2 separate regions of the Mus musculus genome follow, and region 1 is linked to region 2. The links are chromatin contacts, called in public Hi-C maps. All regions are on one chromosome and are shown on one strand. Each heading gives the region's core, a stretch centred on a gene start, on an enhancer-like site or on the middle of the called end of the contact. The rest is flanking DNA. Distances are from core to core; before and after follow the strand shown.

Region 1 (6,809 bases), core at 764-3,263, 670 kb before region 2:
TTTTCTCACCTCCTCCCACCATTGTCTTTTAATAAACCATGCACAGTTGAATAGAGAATCTTAGCCAGTACCAACTACAACAAAGACGCACAGCATCCTCACAGCACGGTCTTAGACACAAAAACACAAAGCTGCCCTCTAAGAAGACCCCAAAGCCATGAGTCCAGTGAGCTGAGCTACCACTTTCCCTACTGCCTCTCAAGGGAGACAGAGCAGCGCTGATGGCAAAAACTGCACAGTCAGATGAAGGACTGGCGCACTCTTGAACTCTGGCCAGACTTCAGAAGACTCTTCACTTGCAGTTTACTCTCACTAAATGAGAAAGGTTAAAGGTTAAAGGTCAAAGGCAGTTAGCGTTCAACTAGGGTGCTATCAAAGAAAGACAAAGAGAACCTGACCACATTACCTCTATGGACTACAGGGTGAAATGTAAGGTGACCCTGTCTCTCCATATCAAGTTCTGACAGAGGAAGTGGTTTTTATTTGAAAATTACGACTGAAAATAGGTTCCATTTTAGTACTCTCCACTAGATGCCTTGATTTCAAGACACACATGCAAATGCTGCAGGCCCCAGGTCTCTGATATCTCATTTCAGGCCCACCTGTTTTCCACCTTAGCAAGTGAGAAGTGGGAAGACATTTGGAGGCAGTAAATTTGGTAGAGCATCTACCTGCACACAGACAGATTGCAGAAGCTAGGCATGGTCGTACTACCTTGAGTTCTAGCATTCGGGAGGCAGAGGCAAGCAGAGCTCTGTGACTTCGAGGCCAGACTGCTCTACATAGTGAGTTCCAGCACAGCCAGGCTACATAATCGAGAGACAAACAAACAAAATTGCAAAAGCAGGGAAAAAAAAAACCGCACACAACTTTCACAAATCGAAAATGAGAAGGAGTCTACTAAAAGGTAAGGAACGACTGCTCCAGAAGTCTTCAACATGCTCTAGTTCTGATCTCTTCAATGTCCTCCTCATTCACGGAACTCCAGAACTGGCAGCCTTCCCTGGGGCCGTCCAGGACTCCTTACCTAGACCTAACGTCCTCTAACGTCCTGACTGAAATACCACCTTTGCAAGAATGAAAGGATTCCTTGTCCCCACCATCTTCTAAGTACTATACAATTAATAATCGCATATCGTTGACTGTTTGTTTCTTTTTACATAAGCTCCCAAGGAGCTCGATCTTTGTTCTGTTCACTGATACTTAGCACAAGCTTTCCAGGATCGTACCTGGCACACAGTAGGAGCGCAGAAAGTATTTCCCGAGTGAATGCACTTCTCGACTAGAATTGCAGTTTGGAAGGGGGGAGATGAAATGGGAAGAAGCGGGAGGAGGATGCTCTGGGCAGACACCGAAAGAGGCCAAGGCCGACCCACATACAGCAGCGCGGACGCAAAGCAGTGCACCACCCGCGACAGAGACGAACTCTCAGGACTCGCGGAGAAAAGTCCCGGGCAGAGCACACACACCGGGCTGCGGGCTGCCGGGGGAACCCCGTCGGGTTCCCGACCACGCAAGCTTTCTCTTCCCTTCCCGGATACCTGGGGCGCCGGAGCCGCCGGACCTCCCGGGCTCCGGCTCCCGCCCACAGGCGCGGTGGCGAGCGACAGGGCCCTGCCCCAGCACCTGCCCGGCCTGCCGCAGGGGTCCGGGCCGCGGCCAGCCCGGGAGGCCCCAGAGCGCCCCGCCCGGCACCCCGGCAGGAAGCGCCCCTGCCCCGGCCGCTCCACCCGCCGCCGCGCTCGCCCGGCGCACTCTCACCTCAGGGCGTACGTACGACACGAAGGAGGGCTTGGGCGCCTTGGTGCCGCCGCCACCGCCGACTCCCCCTTTCCCCAGCATCCCGCCGCCTTGCGAAGCAACGAAGCCGAAGCGCGGCGACAGCAGAGGCGGCGGCTCCGGCTCAGGTTCCGGCAGCGGCGGCGGCCACCAGCACCAGCGGCCGGGGCTCCGCCCATCCCTAGGGCCGCGGCGGCGGCAGCAGTACCGCCCGCATCCGGCTCCGCCGCTGACACCGTTCGCTCCGCCCAGGCCACGCGCCCCGCCTAGCGACCGTGGGACACGCCCACCGCCGCTCGCTCTGCTCCGGCTGAGGTCCCGCCCACAGCATGGGACTGGCCACGCCCACCCCTTGTTGGCCGAGGTATTTGCTCTAGCCAATGCGGAGAGCGTTCTCTCCGGGCTTCCCCACGATTGGCTAGCGAGAATGTCGCCATTTGCCCAATGGTCCTGCCGTCGCTAAGTTGTTGCGGGCAAGTCGTTCTACCCATTTTGCTTCTTTTACTGGCCAGCAGCTTTGAAATTCAGCTTGCTGAACAGAATGCCTCCGCAGAAGCTTCAAAACCACACCGACGACGTTCAGACTTTAGACGAATGAAGAGAGACAGAGCGGATAGGAACTGACTAAAGTGACGTAAAATGTTGTGTTCAACTTCAAACTTCTTTTGTTTGTCGCTTGGTTTCTAACTGGTAAGATATCAAAAGCCCTTAAGACTTATCTGCTCTCCCAAGTTATCGACAAACCTCTCATATTAAGCCAAGATAGCAAATAAAACACACACACACACACACACACACACACACACACTATTCATTTCTATTCATTTGAATTCCACCTTTGGGGCACTTGCCTCGCGTGAGCAAGACCAAATTGAATTCTCCCTGTGGAGCATTGTGTTAGAAGAATAAGATACGATGCAGCTCACCCGAAGTTGTTCCATCTACTGTGAAAAGCCAATAAACATTTGCAGTTAATTTTTCAAGTGTCAGGCACCTTGCTATGCCTTAGTCTGACCAACTGCACCACCCCCTTGTATTTCTTTTAAAATTCCCAACTAAGTACTACAAGTGACACGGAAGGGTGGTTAGTGCACACCTGCTATTCCAGCACCTGGAAGGCCAGACAGAAAGATAGTGAATTTGTGGCCAGCTCGGACTACTTAGGAAGTCCCCAGGCAACCTAGATCACAAATAAGACCTTCCTCTCAAAACCTAGCAATTAACTGTGCTTTTCCACGTTGGTTCCCAGGAAGGAGAGGTGACCTCTCTGATTCCGATATGCCAGACAGATTCTGTTGCTTTTGTTTCCAGGATCTGACCCAACCCATAAACAGAAATGCTGGCTTTTGATAGAAATTCACCAAGCAAATGTCCCTTTCTGCCGGCCGTCAAGCTAACGTTAAGTGTTACTAGATCACCCTGATCTTTAACATCTGCTGAAGGTCAAGCCCTGTTGTAATACGACTCTGAAAACTTGACACTGTCTCTGGGTCTGTACACTTCCCAGGAATGGGAGCCAACAAAAGAAACGTTTTAAATACCAAAAAACCAGCTGGTTTGCCACCCTCTTCTGATTGTGTCCGTCCCCCTCCCCCATGTGATACTGTGAGGAAGAAGTGGACTTGGAGATTATTGAGCCTTGAAGGAATGCCCTTATGAGATCAGAGGGTTCTGGCTAACCCTCCCCCATTGAGAGAACTCAGCAAGAATGTGTCACCATTCTGGGCTGGAGAGTTGGCTCAGTGGTTAAGAGCATTGATGGCTCTTCCAGAGGTCCTGAGTTCAAGTCCCGGCAACTACATGGTGACTCACAACCATCTGTAATGGGATCAGATGCTCTCTTCTGGTGTATCTGAAGACAGCTAGTGTAGTCACATAAATAAATCTTAAAATAAAAAAAAAATGTGTCATCGTTGAATGGCCCACTCTTCCCAACGTGGAATCTACTGATTCTGGAATTCCCTAGACTCTGGAACAGTGAGAAGCAATTTTGTATTGTGTATAAACGATCAACTGTAAGGTACTCTGTTACAAGCAGAGGTATGAGTACACCACTCATACATGTTTCACTCACTGATAAACACTTTTTTTCTTTTTTCTTTTTTTTTTTTTTTTTTTTTTTTTTTTTTTTTTTTTGGTTTTTCGAGACAGGGTTTCTCTGTGTAGCTCTAGCTGTCCTGGTACTCACTCTATAGACCAGGCTGGCCTCGAACTCAGAAATCTGCCTGCCTCTGCCTCCCAAGTGCTGGGATTAAAGGCGTGTGCCACCACTGCCTGTTTAAACACTTTTTTAAGATTTATTTTATTTTGATGTGTGTGTCTATCTGTCAGGGGGGTGTCATATTCCCTGAAGCTGTAGTTATGAGCACTGGTAATACCCCACTTTGGTGCCGAGAAACAAATTCAGGTTAAGAAGAAGTGCTCTTAACTCCACAACTGTCACGCCAGCCTTGATGGGTAATCTTGATTGTCAACTTGATGGAATCTGGAATGAACTAAAGACACACCTATGGGCAGTTCTACAAGAGCATTTCCAGGAAGGATTAACAGGGTGGGTGGGGGCATCTCCTAGTAGGTGGCCCAGATAGCAAAAGATCCAGAGAACACCAGTACAGCTCCATTGCCTGTCTGGGTACTGGCTGAATAGTTTGCCTTGCCACATTGCTGCAACTGTTGTCCCCTTCACTGACGTCAGACTCCAGCCTCACTCAGCTTGACTCTCCAGGACTCTCCTAAGCCTTCAGCACCACATTGGGACTATAAGGCAACCGGCTTCTGTGACTGAGCAGCTACCTGGCTCTCAGACATACAGACAGCCATTGTTAAGACTACAAGGCCCATATGAGTTGTAAGCCTTCTTAGTAAATTCTCTTTATAATAGGTCTCTTTACAGTCCTGTTGGTTCTGCTTATCTAGAAAGCCCTACCTAACACTGCCCCCCCACCTTTTTTGTTTGTTTGTTTGTTTTTGGTTTTGGTTTTTTTAAGACAAGGTTTCTCTGTGAAGCCCTGGCTACCCTGGAACTTACTCTATAGACCAGGTTTGCCTCAAACTCTGAGATCTGCCTGCCTCCTAGTGCTGGGATTAAAGGCCTGTGCCACCACCCTGGCCACACACTTTCCTTAATTAAGGGATCATAAGAAAGGCAATGCAGTTTCTTTCTTGCCCTCATGGTTTCCCAGCTACTAGCATGGATCTGACCTTTAGGATGTGGGTCAAAGCTCATGAGAAGAATCATTCACAGCTGACTAAAAAAGCCATCTTACCAAGGTCAAACTATTCTCTATTAGGAAACAGATGGGGCTGGAGAGGTGGCTCAGTGGGTAAGGGCACTTGCTGCTCTTGCAGAGGTCCCAGGTACTGTTTGCAGCACTTCCATGGCATCTCATAAGCATCTAGAACTCCAGTTCCAGGGGAGCCAATTCCATTTTTTTGCCTCATCAAGCAGATTTATTTCTGGTATCCATAAATACTAAGACACATAAAAAATTTTAAAAGAACACACAGGTGATAGTTTGGAGACTTTGAAATATTTCAATTTACATAGAAGAATTAAAAAGTGAACCCTTTTTCCTAATGTTGTCCTAAGTTCTCAACAAATTCTAAACAGGAACAGATCATAGCTTACCTACTTAGCTAGACACTCATGCGGGTGTCTCGCTCATCTTGACCTAACAGGTGCCTCACACATAGTAGGAATTCTATAAATATTTGCACTTGAGTGCGTGAAATAGCTTTGTGTGAAAAACAGAAATCAGGAAGCTACATATACAGACTTTTCAAGGACTAAAGTGCAGTATGTGTGTGTGTGTGTGGGTGGGGGGATTATATATACCCTTGCTCTTAAAGGGCAGGAGTCACTCCTGGGTGTCATTTGCTGGGCACCATCCCCCTTGTTTATAAAGACAGTGTCTATCATTGGCCTGGAGCTTGCCAAGTAGGCTGGGCTAGCTGTCACCACCTCGTCAGCACTGAAATCACAACTGCACACCATAAAACCTGGCTTTGTTGTTTGTTTGAGTCTTTTGTTTTGCCTTGTTTTAAAGATAAACAGGTTTCCCTACCAATAGCTTTTCTAACTGAACTAACATCCCGGCCTTGTGCCTATGTTCTTTGATGGCCTCTATCCACATCTCAGATGTACCAAGTAGTCTAATGTCTTCAGACTTCTTTCTTTATCTTGAAGGTTGAAGCAGGAGAATGCAAATTTGTTTGTTTTTGTTTTTGTTTTTGAGACAGGGTTTCTCTGTGTATCTCTGGCTGTCCTGGAACTTACTTTGCAGACCAGGCTGGCCTCGAACTCAGAAATCCACCTGCCTCTGCCTCCCGAGTGCTAGGATTAAAGGTGTGTGCCACCACGCCAGGCAAGAATGCAAATTTGAAGGCATCTGTGTTACATAGTGAGACAGACAGACAGAAAGACACACATGCAGAAGGTTGGGGATTAGTCTTGCTACAACGGTCTTCCTTCCTTCCTTCCTTCCTTCCTTCCTTCCTTCCTTTCTTTCTTTCTTTCTTTCTCTCTCTCTCTCTCTCTCTCTCTCTCTCTTTCTCTCTTTCTTTCTTTCTTTCTTTCTTTCTTTCTTTCTTTCTTTCTTTTTTTCTTAAAGTTTTATTTATTGTATGTACATGAGTACACTGTAGCTGTCTTCAGACACACCAGAAGAGGACATCAGATTCTATTACAGATGGTTGTGAGCCACCATGTGGTTGCTGGGACTTGAACTCAGGACCTCTTAGGAAGAGCAGACAGTGCTCTTAACCACTGAACCATCTCTCCAGCCCTACAACTAACTGTCTTTCCACTCTCCTCTGGAGATGACGAGACATAGACATAGCCTAAGAAGCATTCGGTTTGGTCTTCTGGAGGGATCATAGCAGAACAGCCTGTTTTCTGTCCCATTGTCCAGATTGGCCTCAAACTCCTTGGCTCAAGCCACCAACTTCTGCAGTACCGAAATCAGGGAACAGCATACTCAGCTTATTTATTTAGTTTTACTCTCAGCAAATACACAGCCTGGGCCGCCGAC
Region 2 (6,509 bases), core at 2,629-5,128:
GCCCCGGATACATTTCTTATCCTTATTTAGTAGATAAGGGACTAAGATGTAAAGGGTTTTTATAAGGAATCAGAATTATTTAATAGACAAAACAGAAGAAAAATCCAGGTCTCCCAACCTCCAGGTGCTTATTAATGGAATATTTTACTTGAAACCAAAAATTGTTGCATACTGCAACACCAAATACTGTAAAAGGGATGGAGCATACACAGAAGGCATCCACAGCAGTGTCAATAGCACTGCCGCTGTCCTAACAAGTGACATTGACTCTGCTGTTTGTCAGGTGACCCGTACAGTAGCAAACTCCCCTTGCTTCAGAACAATCCCTTTGAATGACAGAGAGTGGAAACTCTAGTTCACAAGCATCTGGTTCTACCCAGGCTCCTCCTGAGGACTTATGCTTGCAATGATCCTAGCCCATCCAGTTAGAAAGAAAAGAAAGGCAAAGATCATAAGGTTTTTAAAGGGGAGAAATTAATTGGACCCTATTTTGTTTTGTCAGCCAGAAAGAGAAAAATCCACGTCCAGGTGCTTGCCTAAGACCAAAGAAATAAATTATACACACCAAGTCCCACACATTCTAAAATAAGGCTTTATGAGGTGTCAGATTGTGAACTGACTTTCCCTAGCTGAGATCCCTACCAAATGGTTTTATGTGGCTTGTAATTCAAATGTTTAGTCTGCGGGAGTCAAGGAAGAAGGGAATTCTCCCTGAACGGAAGCCTTGCAAAGAGCTGAGTCACTTGGCTTCATGGGGCTCGGCACAGGCTGGACCTTCGCCCACAAAGAGGAGGGAAGGACAGTGGGTCTGAGAGTGACCAGTGAGGGACGCAGTGCAAAGACAATTGTGCTGTCAAACCTTGTGAAGTTCTCCCAGGCTTTAATTTATCTGCTTGGTATAGGCAATGATGCCAACTGAAAAGAGCTGGGGTTCCAACGTGTTTTATCTTTAAAAGAGAAGAAGAGGAAGAAGAAGAAGAAGAAGAAGAAGAAGAAGAAGAAGAAGAAGAAGAAGAAGAAGAAGAAGAAGAAGAAGAAGAAGAGGAGGAGGAGGAGGAGGAGGAGAGGAGGAGGAGGAGGAGAAGAAGAAGAAGAAGAAGAAGAAGAAGAAGAAGAAGAAGAAGAAGAAGAAGAAGAAGAAGAAGAAGAAGAAGAAAAGGAAGAAGAGGAAGAAGAGGAAGAAGAGGAAGAAGAAGAAGAGGAAGAAGAAGAAGAAGAAGAAGAAGAAGAAGAAGAAGAAGAAGAAGAAGAAGAAGAAGAAGAAGAAGAAGAAGAAGAAGAAGAGAAACAAAATTGGCAAAAATGCTCTTGAATTGTCTTTTTTTCCACAAGAAGCAGAGAGACCTTGTATGTTACACGAAACACCATCAATGAGATCAGAGACTGAAGGACATCTAGAACAGGGTCTGAGGGATGGTCCTCACTTGTGTAGGACTCACTTACAGGGTTACAAATACCCATTCTAAGCCTTTCCTTAAAATTATGATTCAAAGGAGATCCATTTAGGATCTGCACGTTAACACTACGTATTCATCTGTGAGTTTGATGTAGATGGCATGGAGACCCTAAGCAGAAACACTGGCCTTATCCAGCTCTGTTGGTTTCCTAATGAAGGAAAACTACTCCAGCACTGAAGCAATAGTGGGTACCAACACCAAAATTCCATATTTTTTCTCTGCTTTTGTCAAGTGATGACATCAAAATGACTAATTATTCCAACAAGCATTTAATGAAAGCTACTTAACTTTATTAACAGAAGACAGCCACATTAAAAAGTCTTCAGAAAAACTACTGTGTTCCACTTCATTATGAACAGTGAGGATTTAAGATAATACAGCAGTGATGGTGGGAACTTAGATTTGTAGCCTCATTTAGCTGAACATAATTAACTTTATAAATAGATCTCACCAAATGTGACCACACTGCTCTTGTATGACTGTTCCGACTCCCAATTTGTTTGTGTAACCAGGTGTGCCTCAACTGCTTTATCAAGGGAGTGTGACGGGATTTTCCCTGTCCAATTATGTTAAAATATTTGTGCAGCAGGAGGCCTGTGATTGGACAGGGAAGGGAGGTGGAGCTAAGAGCTACAGAGACAGAGGAGAAGGCAAGATGGAGGTGAAAGAACAGGAAGAAGAACCTGAACCAGCATGGCTTTAAGCAGCCACAGGTAGTTATGATATCATAAAGGTTAGAATAATTGAGATAATTTGTCTGATCTAGGCGGACCGCTTTTATCATTATCAATTGGTTCTGAAATTATCGCATTGGCATCTTGTGAATTGAGAATTTATTGATACATAAATCTGATTGGTTAATTATAAGCTTCAAGAGTTTTTATTTGCTTAGCTACTGGAATGTGGGACCGACGATTACAGAGGTTTATGACTGAGAAGGAGCTAGCAGAGCCAGAGACAAGCAAACTGGGGCAGAGAGTTGTGGCGACTGACCTAGGGGCGGAAGGCCATCATTGTGTGGGGCTGGGGTGGCAGTGAAGGGAACTTGGGAGTTCCGGCAAGACTGTGCTGGGACAGAGTGGTCAGCAGTAGCGCAGGGAGCCTGCCAGTCATTAAAAAAAAAAAAAAAAAAAAATCCCCGAAACACAGGAGAGTCCTCAGAATTTGTGATGGTATTTCCCAGAAACCAATGCAGCTCTGGATTTTACAGTGGTCAAATTTCTTTTCTTTTTAGGGAAACCAAGTCATAGTATTCTACTATCCTGGTTCCCCAATTATTGGTCAAGTATAAAAGGATAAAAATAAAAACAAAACAAAACAGCAAAATTCCCTGATGAGTGATAATAACTGGCTTTGGATAACTTGAGCCTTATATCTAAGCAAGGCAAACTGTACTCCTTTTATTTCTATTCAGAAAAGCATTTGTTGTGTTTACAGCATCTGAAGACACAGACAAATACCATGCATCCACTTCCAGTTTCATTAGAAGTAGCATGGAGATAATAAAAGTATTTACTACTGATTGTCCCTTACATGTGAACATTGTTGTTGTCCACTGAGAAGGAGTGAGGTTAAAAAACTGTTTTCATCTCATAAAATTGTGGTTATTACTTCATATTTTTGTAGAAATAATCACTACCTAAATGCATGGAGTGTTGACAATTTTTGAAATGGGGCCAAATAAATCAAGATCCCAGTCCAAAGCAGGCAGAGCCCAAGTGCAGACCCAGTCCAACACCAAACCAATGATTCAAAATAAACATGGTATCTCCCCAGGGGCCCTTGCAAAGTGAGGTCTCTAGAAGGGGAAGTGGTTTCCCAGTGAAGAAAAGAAAGGATGCCCTTAAAGGGTGACAAAGTTTAGAAACTCAATGGAGAAGCTCGGCTCTTAAAACTATTTCTCTGTTCCAGACTTTTCTTTAAGGACTTCTACTTTCCCAGGAGAGAAAAACAGAGCCATTCTGAGACAATAAATTAGATGTCAAGTGTACACAGAGGTGATACGTCTAGATGTGATCAACGCCGAGACACAAAGTCACTCCATCCCTTTTGGTTCTTGAACTTCAAGTCTGGAAAATGCCTTTAGCTTAGGATGTGAATAGTGGCCTCTCCCCCTTAAAAGTGGAAGCAATCTCATAAAGAATGGAGGTTCTTTGAACCTTGTAAATAAATCAATCCCAGGATAAGCCATCAGAACAACACGATCAATCAAAGCCTACACATGAAATGGGAATTGCAGAGCAGTGCCAAGAGTCTTATCATAATTGCTTCCTGACAGAAAGCACGGATAACAAACTCAGGACAAGGCCACGGAGATGCTGGTGGAGAGCTTGTTTCTTGTTGCTCTAGGTATCAAAATAGGAAGTAAACAGCTCCCAACAGTTCTGAGAATCGCTGGGCGGAAGTGCTGTTTCCTCTCCCCGCACCTGCACAGCTTATGAATCTTTCATCTTCCCAGTACAGCCTTCTGCAAGCTGGCTGAGGCCCTTTCACAAAGACTACTTCTTCTTATCTTCCTGGGACCTAATGCAGATGTACCAACATGCACCCCCTTCCTCCCGATAAGGAAAGGGGGGGACCGCTCCCACTGATTTCCACGCAAAGCAACTTCTATGCAGACAAAGGGAAAGACAAATTCCAGCTCATGGAATACTGTGGGACAGAATGAGCACTGATGCTAGGTCGGTTTCCAGTACCACCCAAGCAGCATCTCGGCATGACTGAACTACTTCATCGGGATCCTCAGCAGTAACCAATAAACAGCTCTGGATCTCATTAGCTGTTCAACCCAGTGTACGGTCCTACCAAAAATAACATGTAAGCTTATTTTACAAGGAGCCTGGATTTGTGTTACCACCTACTGGCGATTTTTAATACGACATCATCACCGGCCTGGCACCTGACATTTACATAAGGCTTTTTTTCATGCCTCTATGCCTGGAGAACGTTAAGGCACCTGGCTGTCCGAGTCCTGCTATGAGCCAAAGAAAGCTCCTGTATTCACTCTATCACCTCTGCTTGGCATAGCATATTCTGGTTCCAGTTCATGAAAAGGTGTTCTGAAAGTTATCCCCAGGCCATCTGATTCCGTTTAACCTGGACATTTTAATTTGAAACACTGATGCTTTAAGATGACAATTACTAACGGGAACAGGCTAACTTGTTCTATTAGGTACAACATTCAACCGTGGTTCATGGTTTGACTATCAGTCTTTCAACATGTACACAATTGTCTTTCAGATAACAGAATGGTTTATAACTAAACATGCTTTAAAATGACAGAAAAAAATCTAGACTTTAAAAGGACATTCAAATACTCTGGGTGTAGGGGTTAACACGAAGAGGATACTTACTGGGTACTGTATCTATTTTTCAATCTTCTTTACTAATCTAGTAAGTCATTCTTTAATTGCAATTTACGAAAGGATCCAATTTTGCTGTAAACTAAATCCATCATGATTTCTCTGTAGGGCTCTTTTTTGACTGAGCCTGGAAGACCATTTACATTACTCTATAGAGAATCATACAATCTGAGTGAACCTGGGATACTGCCACTATAGTGCTGATCACGTAAATACTATGTTTCTGTGGCTTCACAGTGAACTAACCACATCTAGTATTTATTACGTTAAGAAAATCACTTCAGTTAAAGCTTTATTTATGGAGAAAATTTAAGAAAAAATATATGCAGAAAAAAATTCTTGGTATTATGCTTTGCTTGGAGAAATGAAAACATATGCTAAATAAGATTAAGCTTTATAAAAGCTGTGCTTTGACGGAACGAGAGAAGTCATTTGGGCAGAGTATTGACTCTCCCGTACCATCCTATTAAGGATCAATTCTTTTCCACATACTGCATTAACAGGAAAACATAAGAAGCTCTTCTGTAGACACGTCTGTCCTCCTTATGGAGAAAAATAGAACCGAAAATCTGAATAGAAAGAAAGGTCTCTAGCAAGAGCCAGCACTGAGGGCTTGGCCAGTCCAGATGTCTGGCTCAGGACTTCTAACCTACTGTAAGTGAGCAGTGACTTGGGGACACAGCAGGAGGAGAGACATTGCGATTTATAGGCTAGTTACAGGCAAATACTTTGCCAAATCTCCAGGGTTTTTTTTCCCCTCCAACTGTCTTCTGCTCTTTCTTTCCATCAGTAAGTTGAAAGTCGTTTCTGTTACTCAGAACCTAACCAAGAAAATAAAAATGTGGAAACTATACCATACTAATTTTGTAAGTCAGGAAGAAGAGAAGCAAACACTGATTTGTGAAGTAGTCCAGGGATTAATCACATTGAGAAGTGGCCTCTACTCTGCTTTGGGGAATCAAGTCCATAGTTCACTACTAAATATCTAGATGATTCATTCATACTACCCAGTTAGGTAATGGGATTCACAGAGCAAGTGCTATCTATTCATTTTGCATTACCATTACTCCACACCCTATTCTGAAGAATAGTTAGCTGTTCAAAGAGTTGAGTAGAGAATGATCCATGAGGCGAGGTGATAGAATTTATCCTAAATGAATTAAACAACAGTGATCCAGAACCCAGGCTTCCCCGGGAGGACACTACGGCTGTTAAAATCAGTAGTCTCTTTAGGAAGCTTTAATGAACCCAACTGAAGAAATATAAAAAGTGTCATGAGCTTTATATGTATTTATTCATTGTGGTACCCAGGATGAAATCCAGGGCGTTGTACATTGTGGGGCATCCCTCTGCTGCACAGTGACATGCTCAGCCCCAGACAAGGGCTTTTGTTTATTTCTATGAACTCAAAATACAGAGGAAGGGCTTAAACATCTATTCTCCCTACAAGTTCTCCAAAAGTTCAGACCATGGCCACAAGTCCTTTTGAACTTGAGGGGGATAGAATGAATAGCAGTCTCTAAATCAACTATATTGCCCTTCTTCCATTCTTGACTCTACCTTCCAATGTGCTGTAACTAATGTTAATGACCTTGTCTCATTAACTGCCCAATAGGGCCAATCAACCTCACAGCGAGGACTCAATAAGTATGTCATCCATTGAACCTGATAAACCAGAAGTTGCACCACT

The links. Hi-C and Micro-C count contacts between places; a contact is called where the count stands out from the background.
Region 1: a contact with region 2 is called in a Hi-C map of pro-B cells, with 2.4 times the contacts expected there. The contact joins the promoter of Mtmr12 here to the enhancer-like site in region 2. A contact is called at or near these places in 3 of 39 promoter capture datasets (the 3T3-L1 cell line and pre-B cells), 1 of 484 Hi-C or Micro-C datasets (pro-B cells) and 1 of 115 datasets of contacts at active chromatin or transcription factors (the 230-238 cell line).

The regions. Positions count from the first base shown.
Region 1 is chr15:12,200,232-12,207,040 of GRCm38.p6, reverse strand. It overlaps Mtmr12 (myotubularin related protein 12), which reads right to left and starts at 2,013. Exons shown (of 16, transcript NM_172958.4): 1 at 1,762-2,013. The coding sequence starts at 1,842.
Region 2 is chr15:11,530,515-11,537,023 of GRCm38.p6, reverse strand. No RefSeq gene overlaps it. Among named protein-coding and RNA genes, the nearest start is that of Tars, 130 kb to the right of the region's middle. Within about 2 kb of position 3,878, at least 61 of the 459 cell types and tissues checked have an H3K27ac peak or open chromatin away from gene starts, as enhancers often do. A contact at or near this core is called in the 230-238 cell line and pro-B cells, where this site is marked.